2 separate regions of the Arachis hypogaea genome follow, and region 2 is linked to region 1. A link is a contact called in public Hi-C data. All regions are on one chromosome and are shown on one strand. The core of a region is the stretch at or near the end of the contact, and the rest is flanking DNA. Distances in the headings are between cores, read along the strand shown. Region 1 holds the start of LOC112759172. Region 2 has its middle 12 kb from the start of LOC112758528.

Evidence for each region. A called contact is a pair of places that touch in the nucleus more often than the background predicts.
Region 2: a Hi-C map of leaf shows a contact between it and region 1, with 4 times the contacts expected there. The contact joins the enhancer-like site here to the promoter of LOC112759172 in region 1. A contact is called at or near these places in 2 of 8 Hi-C or Micro-C datasets (leaf and an unstated tissue).

What each region holds. Positions count from the first base shown.
Region 1 is chr16:23,672,622-23,679,396 of arahy.Tifrunner.gnm2.J5K5, reverse strand. LOC112759172 reads right to left here and starts at 2,454. Exons shown (of 3, transcript XM_025807990.3): 1 at 2,193-2,454; 2 at 1,920-1,989; 3 at 1,338-1,824. The coding sequence starts at 2,270. The coding sequence ends at 1,541.
Region 2 is chr16:23,789,437-23,796,017 of arahy.Tifrunner.gnm2.J5K5, reverse strand. No RefSeq gene overlaps it. Among protein-coding and RNA genes, the nearest start is that of LOC112758528, 12 kb to the left of the region's middle. Within about 2 kb of position 1,272, at least 2 of the 3 cell types and tissues checked have open chromatin away from gene starts, as enhancers often do.

The DNA.
Region 1 (6,775 bases), core at 1,205-3,704:
CGTATAGGCAAAAATGTTTTTTCTTTTATTTATAAAAAATTAAAAATAAACTACTAAAATAGCACTCAAAAGTTTGTATCGTAGATAAAAATAAGTCCAAAAAATACAAACGACAAAAATAATTCAAAAAAGTGCAAATAACAAATAAACTTCTAAAATATTTAAAAACGCGACAAAAATAGCTATATATTAAATATATATTTTAAAAATACATTTTAAAAATTAAATTTTGATGTAATTTTTTACAAACATTATTAAAAAAGAAAATAATTTTATCCTTAAAATTTAATAATTTTATGTTAATTGAACTAAAAAAATTATTGTGAATGACTAAATTTTTAAAAAATTAAAAAAATAAAGATTAAATTTTTCTTTAGTTTTGTGTATGTATCTTTTAAAAAATTATTCAAATGTCGCCACAAAAATTCGAATAAAATGAATAAATCGTTTGTACTTATAAAAAAATATTTATTAGTTTTTTAATATACTTTCAAATCATTCAAAAACTTATTTATTGTTCGTATTTTTTTAGATTATTTTTGTCTGTACTATAAATTTTTTAGTCATATTTTAATAGTTTATTCAAAAATAAAAGAAAAAAAGAAACAACAAGTGAATGTCAAATCTCCTGCATCTAAATTTCTCATTAAAATTATCATCATATCTGTGTGCGTGGAGGTTCCGGATATGATAAACAAATGTTAATTTCTTCAATATGCTTTAGAATTTAGAATTTCAATATACATAATACATGATACATAAAATGTGTTTCTTGATATAAATGTATTGTTATGAATGTATGTCTATTTCAGTATTATTTGATTGGATAGTAGTCATTTAAAAACCAGACATTTGACTATAAATAATTTTCTTTTTATTCCCTGATCACACATTCATTAATAGAAGTAAACTTTCTTCTTTTCTATTTTTTAAATTCTAATCCTTATTTTTCATAATATTTCCAAATTTTTTTTACCATCCTTTGTTTCTTCTTTTTATTGGTGGAACACCCTATTTTTATTCAGATAAACAAAGTTGCTCTCTTTTTGGGTTTTTTCTCCGGTCAGATTAACCCTTTTGTCATTGTAAATGCTTGCAAAAACCAAGGCAGAGGAAGTCAAAAAGCTGACCCAATTTCTGATTTGGTCTAAGCCCAATAAAATAAGCCTCACGACTGACCAACAGAAAGATGGTGCCGACAAAATTGACCATATTCGTAGCTGCGAACCTCCTCCTATTTTTGCATGGCCCAAGACAACAAGGCCCTGTCATAATCTGCAGATTTTCTGATACCTGAGTCTCTGACAGTGTGCAGTTTGGACCACAGTGCCACACAATCCCAAAAAGAAGAAAATATCAAATATTCAATGAAAACTCGAGACATCGTTAACTTTATCTAAATGAACTAGCAAGGCTAAGCAAGAAGGCATAGCATAACATAGAAACAAAGAAGAATGGCTCCAGCAGTCTATCAGCATCATGAAATTGCAATGATATTCGTTATTGAAAAGAATAAAACTACATAGGTAGCTCAACTTCTTCAGTTTTCACCATTGGGAGGGTTGTTTCCTTTGCCATAGTAGTATTGAACAACAAAAGCCAACGCCAGCATGAGCAATGCCACAAGGATCTTCACAGCAAAGCTATGATTGGCGTTGGTGGCGGCGGCGGGTGCGTGTGGCGGCAGAGCATGATTTTCTCCGCCGGAAACAGTGGTAGAAGTAATGGTGTCAGTATCAAGCTCTCCAACATAGTATGTTTCCAACATTTCTATGGCAGATTCACTGTGCCCAACTTCGTCAAATCCAACGGATGCATCCTTCTCTGTAATGTAAAACAGACAAGAAACAATATAATTTCTAGTTTTCTACTCCGAGTTGAAGCATCAAACAGTTTAAGGATATTAATTAATTAAGTACCATCGGGGGCCACCAGGAAAACATCACCACCTCCTGGATGATCATACAAAAATGAGGTCACATCATACACCTGCAAAGGCATGCATGTTCATTGAATTATTTATGGTATAACTAATTAAGTATACGTGCATGCATCCAATGATTTTGCCTCTGTAGAAATCAATATAATTAAGAAAATTTCCATCTAATGAAGTGTTGTTACTGCTGCAATGGATTGGATTTATGCCGATTATTTGATATCCATAGAAAACTAAATGAGAGTAAAAAACAAACCTTGCCATGGATAATAATCCAGCAATCTTCTTTGTGATTGTGCGTACCGACTTCCTCAAAGGTATAAGTTTTGGCCATTGCTGCCTTTGTTAAGCTTCAGGGTGAGTGTTGAGATGAATAAGAAAAGCACAAAACTTAAGATTGGCTCTTCAGAGAGCCCAAGTCTATTGGAAATCACACTAGTACAACAATAAAACCCCGCAAATTCTTCTAATTTATATCTGGTTGGATCCTAACTACGTCGTTTCACTATGGCTTTTTATTGCGGTGCCTCTGAAATGAGCACAAAAACTTAATTATCATTGGATATGCTATTTTCTATAAACTATTAGATTTTAATAAATAAAAATCAAAAGTTGTCATAAAAGAGTAGAGGGATTTTAATAAATACAAAATATATTAATACATAAATAATTCTTTAAATGTCAAATATAATATTTTATTTTTAGGTAAATAATTATAAAATATATATAAATACACAAAATATGATTTATTTTTTATTCATTAAAATTAATTTTTTTTTTTTTTTACCAAAGATATGAGACTCAAACCCGCAACCTCTTAATTGAGTATGGGGAGATTATGCCATTTGAACTATTGCTCATTGACATTCATTCAAATTAGTTATTATGCAATAATATTTTTTTGATATTAAAAATTCATGTTAGAATGATATTTTATACTGTAATATAAAAATATAAATAATTAAATTTTATTTTGTATTATTCTACAAATAATTAGATTATTTTATTAAAAAATTATTAACTAACTATTTTTTAAAAAAAATAATATTATATAATATAATTTTTTATTAAAATATTTGTAAAAAATGTATTTTATTTAAAATATTATATGTAATATATGAAAATGTTGAGCTTTTTAAATTTTTTTTTTAGAAAAACTGTTTTGAATTATTTTATTTAACGATTATTACGAGAGTTATTTTTCAGGTTTAGCTCAGCTACAGAAATTGGGTTTGGGTAATAAGGAACGTTGGGATCAAGAGAACATTTTATTTTTCGTATTATAGATATTGATAAAGACTACTTTTTTTTTTTTTTGGTTTCCCACGGTATCCCCCAACCCGGCAGGTCAAGGACTAATCCGTCGCGGTACTGAGCTCCATTTAAGGGTTTGCCGCTGGCCAATGGGTTGCTGCATGCACAAGGCGGGATTCGAACCCCCGACACTTGCTTAAGCGGACTAGTGAGCTAACCACTAGACCAACCCAACTTGGTTTGATAAAGACTACTTATGCAGTTATGCTTGATATAAAGGAATTTAAAACAGTTTTTCTAAAAAATTGAAAAATTAAAAAGCTTAACATTTCTATGTATTGTATATATAATATTTTAAATAAATTACAATTTTATAAGTATTTTGATAAAAAATTATATTATGTAATATTATTTTTAACAAAAGTAATTAGTTAATAAATTTTTAATAGAACAATCTAATTATTTGTTAAATAATATAAAATAAATTTAATTATTTTATATTTTTATGTTATAATTTAGAATATCATTTTAATATGAATTTTTTATATTATAAAAATTTTACTACATCATAATTAATCTTAATAAACAAAAACTCATTTATATTTTTTGTGAATTTATATGTTTTTTATTTATTCAAAAATAAAATGTTATATTTATTATTTAAAATATTATATATTAAAATATATTTATTTATGAATTAATATATTCTATATTTATTAAAATTTACTAATATTCTTTTTTCTATTACAGATTTTAATTTTTATTTACTAAAATCGAATAATTTATAAAAAGTGACTGTGGACTAGATTGCCGTACAATTTTAGACGCATTCTCTTTCTTTCCGCAACCACCATTAACCATGAATTGCTCCATTAATGTGTATCGGAAACGAAATCACAACCAAATTAATTCATTTGCCAATGTACATTGTACCGAGCGGGAGTAACTTTTTTTTTCTTTAGTTAATTATTATTGGAACTGGGAAAAAAATAAAAATGAATAGAAATGAAATTGTTACTAGTCAATTTTCTTTTTGTTTATTAGCCAATAGCCGCACCAACTACTTGCTTAGCATGTTGAAATTTTATTAATACGGATCAAGCTTTCCTAAAACAATAAAATGATAAAATAATAAAGTAATATTTTAATTATTAATAAAATTTACAAATAATAATCTTACAAATTTAAAGGAATTAAAATATTATTCTAACGCTTTATTAATAATCTCTGAAGATTTTTCCTAGTAGTATTATACTACTATTTCAAACATCAAACCTGTGGCATACACGAGTCAGGCATGTAACAATAAATATTTTAATTTAAAAATAATATATTATATGACCGCAAATATTATTATTTTAAATTAACATTTAATCAATAAAAATTTATATCTATATTTATAGATATTCATTATATATATATAATATATAATTTATATTTATATTTATCTTAATTTATACATATAAATTAATAAAATTTATTTATTAAATATAATTTAATACGGGTACCGATTAAATATATTGACCCCCAAAAGTTTGTAATTTGGAAATACCGCAAAAATTTTGGAATTTGGATACATCAATTTGCTCAGGTTCGTTCATCGAAAAACTGTTGTATATATGAAGGACTCCGAGTGCCTCAAAATGATATAATTGAAGAATGTTGCTTAAATTAATTAGAAATAGATTGTTAGATGAACATTAAAATTTATTACTTTTGGTAATTAATTAGATATTAATATTTAAAAGTACAAATTACGTAAATTGTTAGATGATTAAATTGAAAGAATTAGACTTAAAAAAATAAATTAATAGCTAAATAATAGTAAAAAATAATAAATTTTAATGACTTAATACTTTTCTTAATTAGAATACATTATTGTGAGCAAGAATTTCAAAGATTTAGATAGCTAGTGTTTTTAAAAAATGTACAACATTTCAATTTTATTAAAAATGTTAGATGATCAATATGTTTTTTTGAATTTGTCGTTTATTTAAACTAACTATTTTTTTATTTTTTTCTGTTTAAATCTTGATTCCTGTTTGGTAGGTCGGGTACCAGACGGATCGGACAAGTATCCTAATCAATGGAGGGAAAGTCGTTTGGTCGTACGTCTCCGGGTTGGGGGTAGGCGAGGTCCCGAGCACTTCAAATGTGAAAGGGGGGTGTCACCTGCAAAGACACTCCGACGCCCTAGTCAGTCAAGTGTGCAGGCGAGTAGAGAGTGAGTGGTATGTGACGTACCTTGGGGGAAGGGCAGGTCCTTCCCCATATATACCGTGTCAGAGATGGGCCCTGTAGGGACAGGCCCACCTTCTTCGAGGCCTCCCTTGTACAGCTGTGGCGAAGCTGTCAGGGACGCGTATCCAGGTCGATATCTGAGCATCTCACCCCCGACCGTTTGGGTCGGGTGCTGCTCGGGTCGGGCCGGCACGTAAACTGCTTGGGCCAGGCCGTAACAGTGCCCCCGACGCGCCAGCAACGACCGTGAGGAAAGTTGGTGGCGCGTCATCTCCTTTCTCGTGTGGCGTCATCAGGCCGGCCGTCCGTGAGGTGGACATGCCTCTTGTGCGCGTGTCTGTTCGTTGTTGGAACGACCGTTTGTCGCCTCGTTCTTCGCGTAGCATAATGGGTTGGAAAACCCCGTATGCAAAGACTATTTTGCCCCCAGGTCTTTCGTGCTTCCTGGGTGGCAGTTTTAAACAGTTTTGCTTTGATCTTTTCCCTTTACACTCTTGCTCCTACTATCTCATTCTTCTTCATCCAAAAAATCCCAGAGTATCCCAGAGCTTCGTCCTAGCATCTCCGTGCATCTTTCCTTCTTCCTTCTCAGTTTTCGCAACCGATTCAGGTAATCTTTGATCCTCTCTCTTTTCTGCTTCATTGTTGTACATTTGTTGCTTGTATCTGCTTTGTGTTCTTGCTGTCTTGTTTGATTTTTGTTGGTAGATGACTTTTTAGTGCCAAGTAGATGTGTTAGGGGAGGGGTACCATTCCAGGTTAGGCTTTTAGGTAGCTTGCATGATAGATAACTTTAGCCATGCTTGATCTTAACTGTTGAATAGGATGGACATAGTTTATGGGTTTTTCCTGGGCACCCGACCTCATAGACTAACGGAGTGGTACCCTCACTGTAGATATGCCTCGCGTCGTTTCCCGGGCTTCCCCTTCCGCCGCGAGCTACGACCCTTATGCCTGGGTGACCTCCGATGTGAAGGACTCGTCGAATCAGATGGACCTGAAGGAGTTGACGGAATTTCGTCAAGCCGAGTATCTGTGCCGGGGGACAGACAAGGAGGCCAATTACGAGGTCTTCGTTCCTGCCCCCAATGAGCGGCTGTATGAGATTAATTTTCATTCCCCCCGGGTTCCCGACTGGATATGGTTTTACAAAGCCATGTTCACCCAAGTGGGCGTTCGCATACCGTTTTCCGACTTCTAGATGTCGCTTCTTAATCGGATATCCGTGTCGCCGTCGCAGCTTCATCCGAACAGCTGGGCTTCTATCCGCTGTTTCGAGATGGTTTGTGAATATCTCGAGCTGCCGGTGTCGGTAGACGTCTTTCTCTTCTTCTTCAGCCTTAC
Region 2 (6,581 bases), core at 23-2,522, 120 kb before region 1:
CTTCCTCAGTTACCGCAAAAACTCGTGGAGGGTAACTTATGGCTGGTCTTTTCTTTTTTACATAATTTCGAATAAATTATACAGTTTAGTTAGGGACACGTACATTTCAAACATATTTATTGACGTGTTACTATACTCTAGTTCGTCGCGCTTGATGATGGGAACCGGGGGAAGGCCATTCTATTATCTGCAGCTTTGGTACGGCATGAATATTGTTTAAAAAAAAAAAAAAAAGTCATCGAGAGAGAGAGAGAGAGATCCGAATCCCTATGGTTAATTGCCATTAGAAACTTGAGTTACAGAGACAGAGCTAGATATGGGAGGAGACTTATGCATGCACTACGCAGTATGCAGTTTGTTGCGATGTTCTCATTTGATGACAAACCTTACAGAACTGAATAAGACCCATTAATATCAGTGACTCACATGAAAATAACGACACTGTTTTTTTGTCCGTACTTACCGTCCATTTTTCCCTTCTTTCCCAGCAAAAAGGAGTGAACCCGCCTATTGTTATTCCAATGCCATTAAATGCCCACAAATTCTTCACCAAAATAAGGAAAAGAAGAGAAGCATATATATTTTTTCTACAGATGATACTAGAAAAAAAAAAAAAAACAGCCAGAAGTTATTTTCTAAGGGCCCCTTTTTCTTACCCTTTTTACTGTTGACGGTTCCTAACTCAACTGAAACTAAGAAAGTAGTAAAGAAAAGTTAAACCTAGCTAATTGCTAAATTACATTATGATCGATCGATGATGGTATGAGTAGGTGGTGGATCATGAGAAGCCAAAGCAGCGAGGAGAGTTGCGGTGGTTGGAGAGAGAGTCCCTATGAATGATGCCTTGAACATGCCTGAAGTGTTGGACATGGCAGGGGATGGTGATGGTGCCGCCCCTGTGGTGAAAACCGTACTCATCCTCGGCGTGCTTGAGAAGCTGCATGAAAAGAGGGTGGTTGAAGTAAATGAGTGGCACCACAAACCTCTCTTGCTTCTCTCCCTCCTGACCCACCTTTATCGCCAGACACCCCTTCGGCACCGACCTCTCTTTCTCTTGTCTCTTCTTCCCCATCTATCTTCTCTGTTCGTTCACTCACTCATCAGTATGAAAACAAGGGAACATATATAGCACTGTTTGCTCTCATGAAGCACTGTGTTATTGCACCATAAATACTACTATAAGACACAGCTTCTTGGAGAGATACATCCATTCTACACCGTCGATCTTGATGTGGAACTCGTGATGATTACATCTGGCATTGTGTGCGTAATCTCACACGAGTCCCTCTAGAATCTGATGCAATGGGTCACACTTGTCATAATTAATAATCCTCATCCATATATATGCTAGTTAGCCCCACCATTCCTATAATTTCCAATAATTTCCAATTCAAATACTATAATTCTTCTGCACTTTCATTATATAATTAATCCAACTTCAAAACTAATATTAGAATATTAATTGGATGATCATGAGAAAACCATTTTATAAAAAGTTGATCATAAAAAATATATAAGTAATTAATTAGCCAAGGCACTTTCTTAATAATGACCTAATTAATAATAAAATAATGTTAGAAAACTAATATTTTAGTAACCAATTAGTATTTTTACCCATAATAATATTACGGAAATATAAAATTTTTAAAATTACGATCCATTTTGTTCTGGCAGCATAGATTATGCATGGCATAAAAAATTTATAAAATTAAACTACTTTACAAAAAAAATTGTAGGTTAACAAAAGTTACTGGCTAAGAAGACCAAGGTATTTGTAGATAAAAAATCAAATAATAAGATTTTTAGTTATTATTTTTATATGAAAAAGTCTAATTTTTTAGTAATAATTAATTTTAACATTCGTTATCTAAAATTTAAAACAATTTAATGTGTATACTTTTACATTTAATTAAGTGTTAAATCTATTACACAAATAGAAATAATTAATTTTTATACTTGCTATTTAAAAATAATATTTTTTTTCTCTATGTATATAAAAATATAATTAGATATTAGTATAATAAAATTATACTAATAATTATAAAATTAACTCAAAATTATTTTTTTTAAAATAATTGAATCTTGATTCTAATTTTTAATTATAACATTAGTATTCTCTCCAAATTATATGTAATAAATATTTAAAATAAGAAAAAAATATAGATTAAAAAGATAAGTGGTGAAAATTTAAAACTAAATAAAAAACTAAAAAACTATGTATATAATAATAATAATAATAATTTTTATTTGAATTATATTATTTTGTTAATTTTGTTTTCTGTAGAACAAAAAGATAGAAAAATAGAGAATGAAAGAAAAGAGAGAGAAAGATAAAGATGAAGAATGAGAGTGAGAGTGAGAATTTGTTAATTTTGGAAGAAAAAATTTATTTTAATTGTAAAAAAATATCAGATGATATATTTTAATTTGTCAAATTACTAATATAAAATATAAATTATATATAGAGAAAAAATAGTAGAGAGAAATAGAAAATTAGAGAGAGATAGATGAAAGAATTTAGGGAGTTTATTAATCTTGAAAAAAAATATTTTCTCTCAATTTTAATAAGAGAGTATCATGTGACACATTTGATTATTAAATTAGATAGTAATATATGATACATGTTATAGGTATATTTCAATTTCAATATTTCAATTTTAATTTTAATGCAATTAAAAAATGTCATGTTGAACATTTTGATTGTCAAATTAGTAATTAGTCATTGATATTGATAATGATATATAAAATAGATAGAGTGGTTGAAGGAATGAGAGAAATAGAGAAAGAAAGAGGGAGGAGGAGAGAATTCTTTAATTTTGGAGGGAATGATTTAATTTTAATTGTAATGAGGGAGTGACATGTGACATATTTTGGTTGTAAAATTAGTAAGGAAGAGGAAAAAATTCTTTAATTTTAGAGAGAAAGATTTAATTTTAATTATAATAAAAGAATAATATGTAGTACATTTTGGTTGTAAAATTAGTAAGGAGAAGAGAAAAATTTTTTAATTTTAGAAGAAAAATTTGATTCTAATTACAACGAAAAGATGACATATAACATATTTTAATTATAAAATTAGAGATAATAGAATATATAATAGATATAAAAGATTTCGATTAACATTATAACAGGTTCCTAAACGATTTTAGTATAAAATTTACTAAATAAATTTTATTAAGTTCAAATTTTCTAATAGAATTTTGAATGTTCTTATTTGTATGAGTTTGAATATATGCTTTTTTTTTTATTATTTTATCTGTTAGTTGTAATGTTAATGTTCGTTCCCAAACTTTCTCTCAAGGATAATACAAACGTACAAAATTTAAACAGTTTGTGTTTGCTGGTTCTCTACAGGATGTTTGGAAATCCGTGAAAATTTAATTTCCGTTAGAATTGAATTTAATTTCAGTATTTAAAATGAAAATAATTAAATTAATTTTAATAAAATTTAATTTAATTTTATATTTTTTTAAAATTAATTTTAACTCAAATATGTCTAATTTAAAATTTATTTAAAATTTAAAATATCTAAAATATTTTTATAATTCAATTAATTCTGTTTAATTTTTTTCGTTCAATTTTTTTTTCAATACCTCCTACTTTTCAACACACATTCTTTGTATCTCGCACCACTTTCAATCCCTTCTCTTCTCTTTTCTTTAACTCATTTAATCTATTATATCTATTATATATCTCTAATTTTACAATAAAAATATGTCACATGTTACTAGGAGTATTATCGGTTCAGTTTGGTTCGGTTTTGGACCAAAAACCAACCAAATTGATATGTTCGATTCTTACAGACACACAACCATTCGATTTGTTGCTTTTACAACAACCAAACCGAACCAACAGTAGTTTGGTTCGGTCGGTTTTTTCGGTTTTTAATTTCTAATGAGAAGAATATGAATCACAATAATTAGAAGTTTAAAATAGTCAATAAACTGAAATAATAAGAGTAAAACATTGAAATAGTTAGGGGTTAAGGTTAAAATGGTTAAAACATTGAAATGTATGCATATCTTCGGTTCGGTTCGGTTTCTATCGAGCCAACCGAAAACCGAACCGAACTGATCGGTTTTATCAGAAAAAAACAAAAAAAAATCGATTTTTTCGGTTTTCAAATCGGTTGTTGTAATTTTCGGTCCGGTTCGGTAACTTACACCCCTACATGTTACTTTCTTATTGCAATTAGAATCAAATGTTTCTCTCCAAAATTAAAGAATTCTCCTCTTCTCCTTACTAATTTTACAACCAAAATGTGCCACATATCACTCTCTCATTGTAATTAAAATTAAATATTTTAATCCAAAATTAAAGAATTTTTTCCTCTTCCTTACTAATTTTACAACCAAAATGTGCCACATGTCACTCCCTCATTGCAATTGAAATCAAATCTTTCCTTCCAAAATTAAAGAATTCTCCCCTCCTCCCTCTTCCTTTTTCGATTTCTCTCATTTCTTTAACTACTCTATCTATTTTATATATTATTATCAATATCAATGACTAATTACTAATTTGACAATCAAAATGTTCAACATGACATTCTTTAATTGCATTAAAATTGAAATATTAAAATTAAAATATACATATATTATGTTTCATATATTACTATCTAATTTAATAATCAAATGTGTCACATGACACTCTCTTATTAAAATTGAGAAAAAATATTTTTTTTCAAGATTAATAAACTCCCTTCCTAAATTCTCTCATCTATCTCTCTCCAATTTTCTATTTCTCTCTACTATTTTTACTCTATATATAATTTATATTTTATATTAGTAATTTGACAAATTAAAATATGTCATCCGATATTTTTTTACAATTAAAATAAAAAATTTTCTTCCAAAATTAACAAATTCTCACTCTCACTCTCATTCTTTATCTTTATCTTTCTCTCTCTTTTCTTTCATTCTCTATTTTTTCTATCTTTCTATTCTACAGAAAACAAAATTAACAAAATAATATAATTCAAATAAAAATTATTATTATTATTATTATTATATACATAGTTTTTTAGTTTTTTATTTAGTATTATTTATTATTTATTATTTAAATATAATACTATATTAATAAAGAATATAATTATCCACTACAAATTTTAATTCATTTGATAAATATTTTAAATACTGGAATTGAATTCAATTTATAATTTTACTAATTCATTTTAAATACTAAAATTTAATTTAATTTTGACTAAAATTAAATTAATAGAGTTTAATTCAATTCTATAATATTAAGAGTTTTCAAACAGGCTGTTAACATTCAGATGCTCTTAACAAGGCCCTAAATAATAAAATCTCTAATTCGGAAAAATCTTAAATACCAAAAATTTTGATTCATTGTATTTATATTTATTAAATAGGTAATTCTTCAATGTGTTTAATTGTATTTAAAAGTTATAGAAAATTGGGAATAAATTCTCTGAATTGTTAAAAAAAATTGAGAAAATAAAATATGATCTCTAATCTTTCATTGTTTTCTCTCTCATATTTATTCTTAATCCCACTTATAAAATTAATAGTGGAAGATCACACTTTATTCTCTCAATTGTTATAAAAAAAATTGAGAAGATCCATTCCCTAAAAAATTCACATGAGATTCAATACCATGTATGTACGTGTAATGGACAAATCCAAAAATATTATAAACAGAGCCCAAAAAGAAAAATAAGTAAGGGTAAAGTCATAAATAACTAACAATGGATAATTAGATGTTATGATTATCAGCACGCAATCAAAGGGCTAATAATAAAGAAAATAATAAATTCCATAAATATTCAATAAATATAAAAGATTACTGAATCAACAAAGTAAATCGTAGAAACGGAAAGTGATACGGACAATATTATTAAAAAGAAAGGTAGAATCATAAGAGATACATATTCTAGTAAAAAGTCAATAGCTAATTTAAGTACAAGAGTATTTTTGTAGGTTGTCTTTCCGGCTTAGTTCGTAATTTAAAGAAGTCAGATTCTTAACAACTTCTTAGTTCAGTTTCCAACATTCTGGTACGAACATTTGGCACCGTCTATGAAGAATCTAGCCTTGAATTATGATCGAAAAAGAAGATACTCATTTGAAAGATCCTCCCGTTACTCTTAACAAAGAAAAGACAGATCGTGACGACGGGCGTGAGACTGACGTGACCATTGACCAAGATGAAGGGATCAACTTCAGAATCAAAGTCCTCTTGGTTTCATTCAAGAGGAACCAAGAACGTAACGGAATAATGATGGAACTCGATTTGCTAAATTTGGAAATGATTACATGCATGCTATATAAGATATGACGCATCACATTTAGGAACTTGAATGTCAATTAGTGGAGAGATTGAGCATGTCTAGGTCTAGAACTTGAACTTGGATATTCCTTTTCTTTGGCAACAATTTTAGCTTAGAAATTAGGGATTTTCTTTTCGACATCTCCAACAAAAGCAGCCAAGCGAAGAAGCATTCATTGAATTCTGGGAAGAGTATCTTCAACTGGCATTTTCAATAGATCCAACTCGGTTTTCTCAGTCAGTAAAACGGAATTTATGAAGTCAGATGAACATAATTTCTTTTTTTAGTATGCACC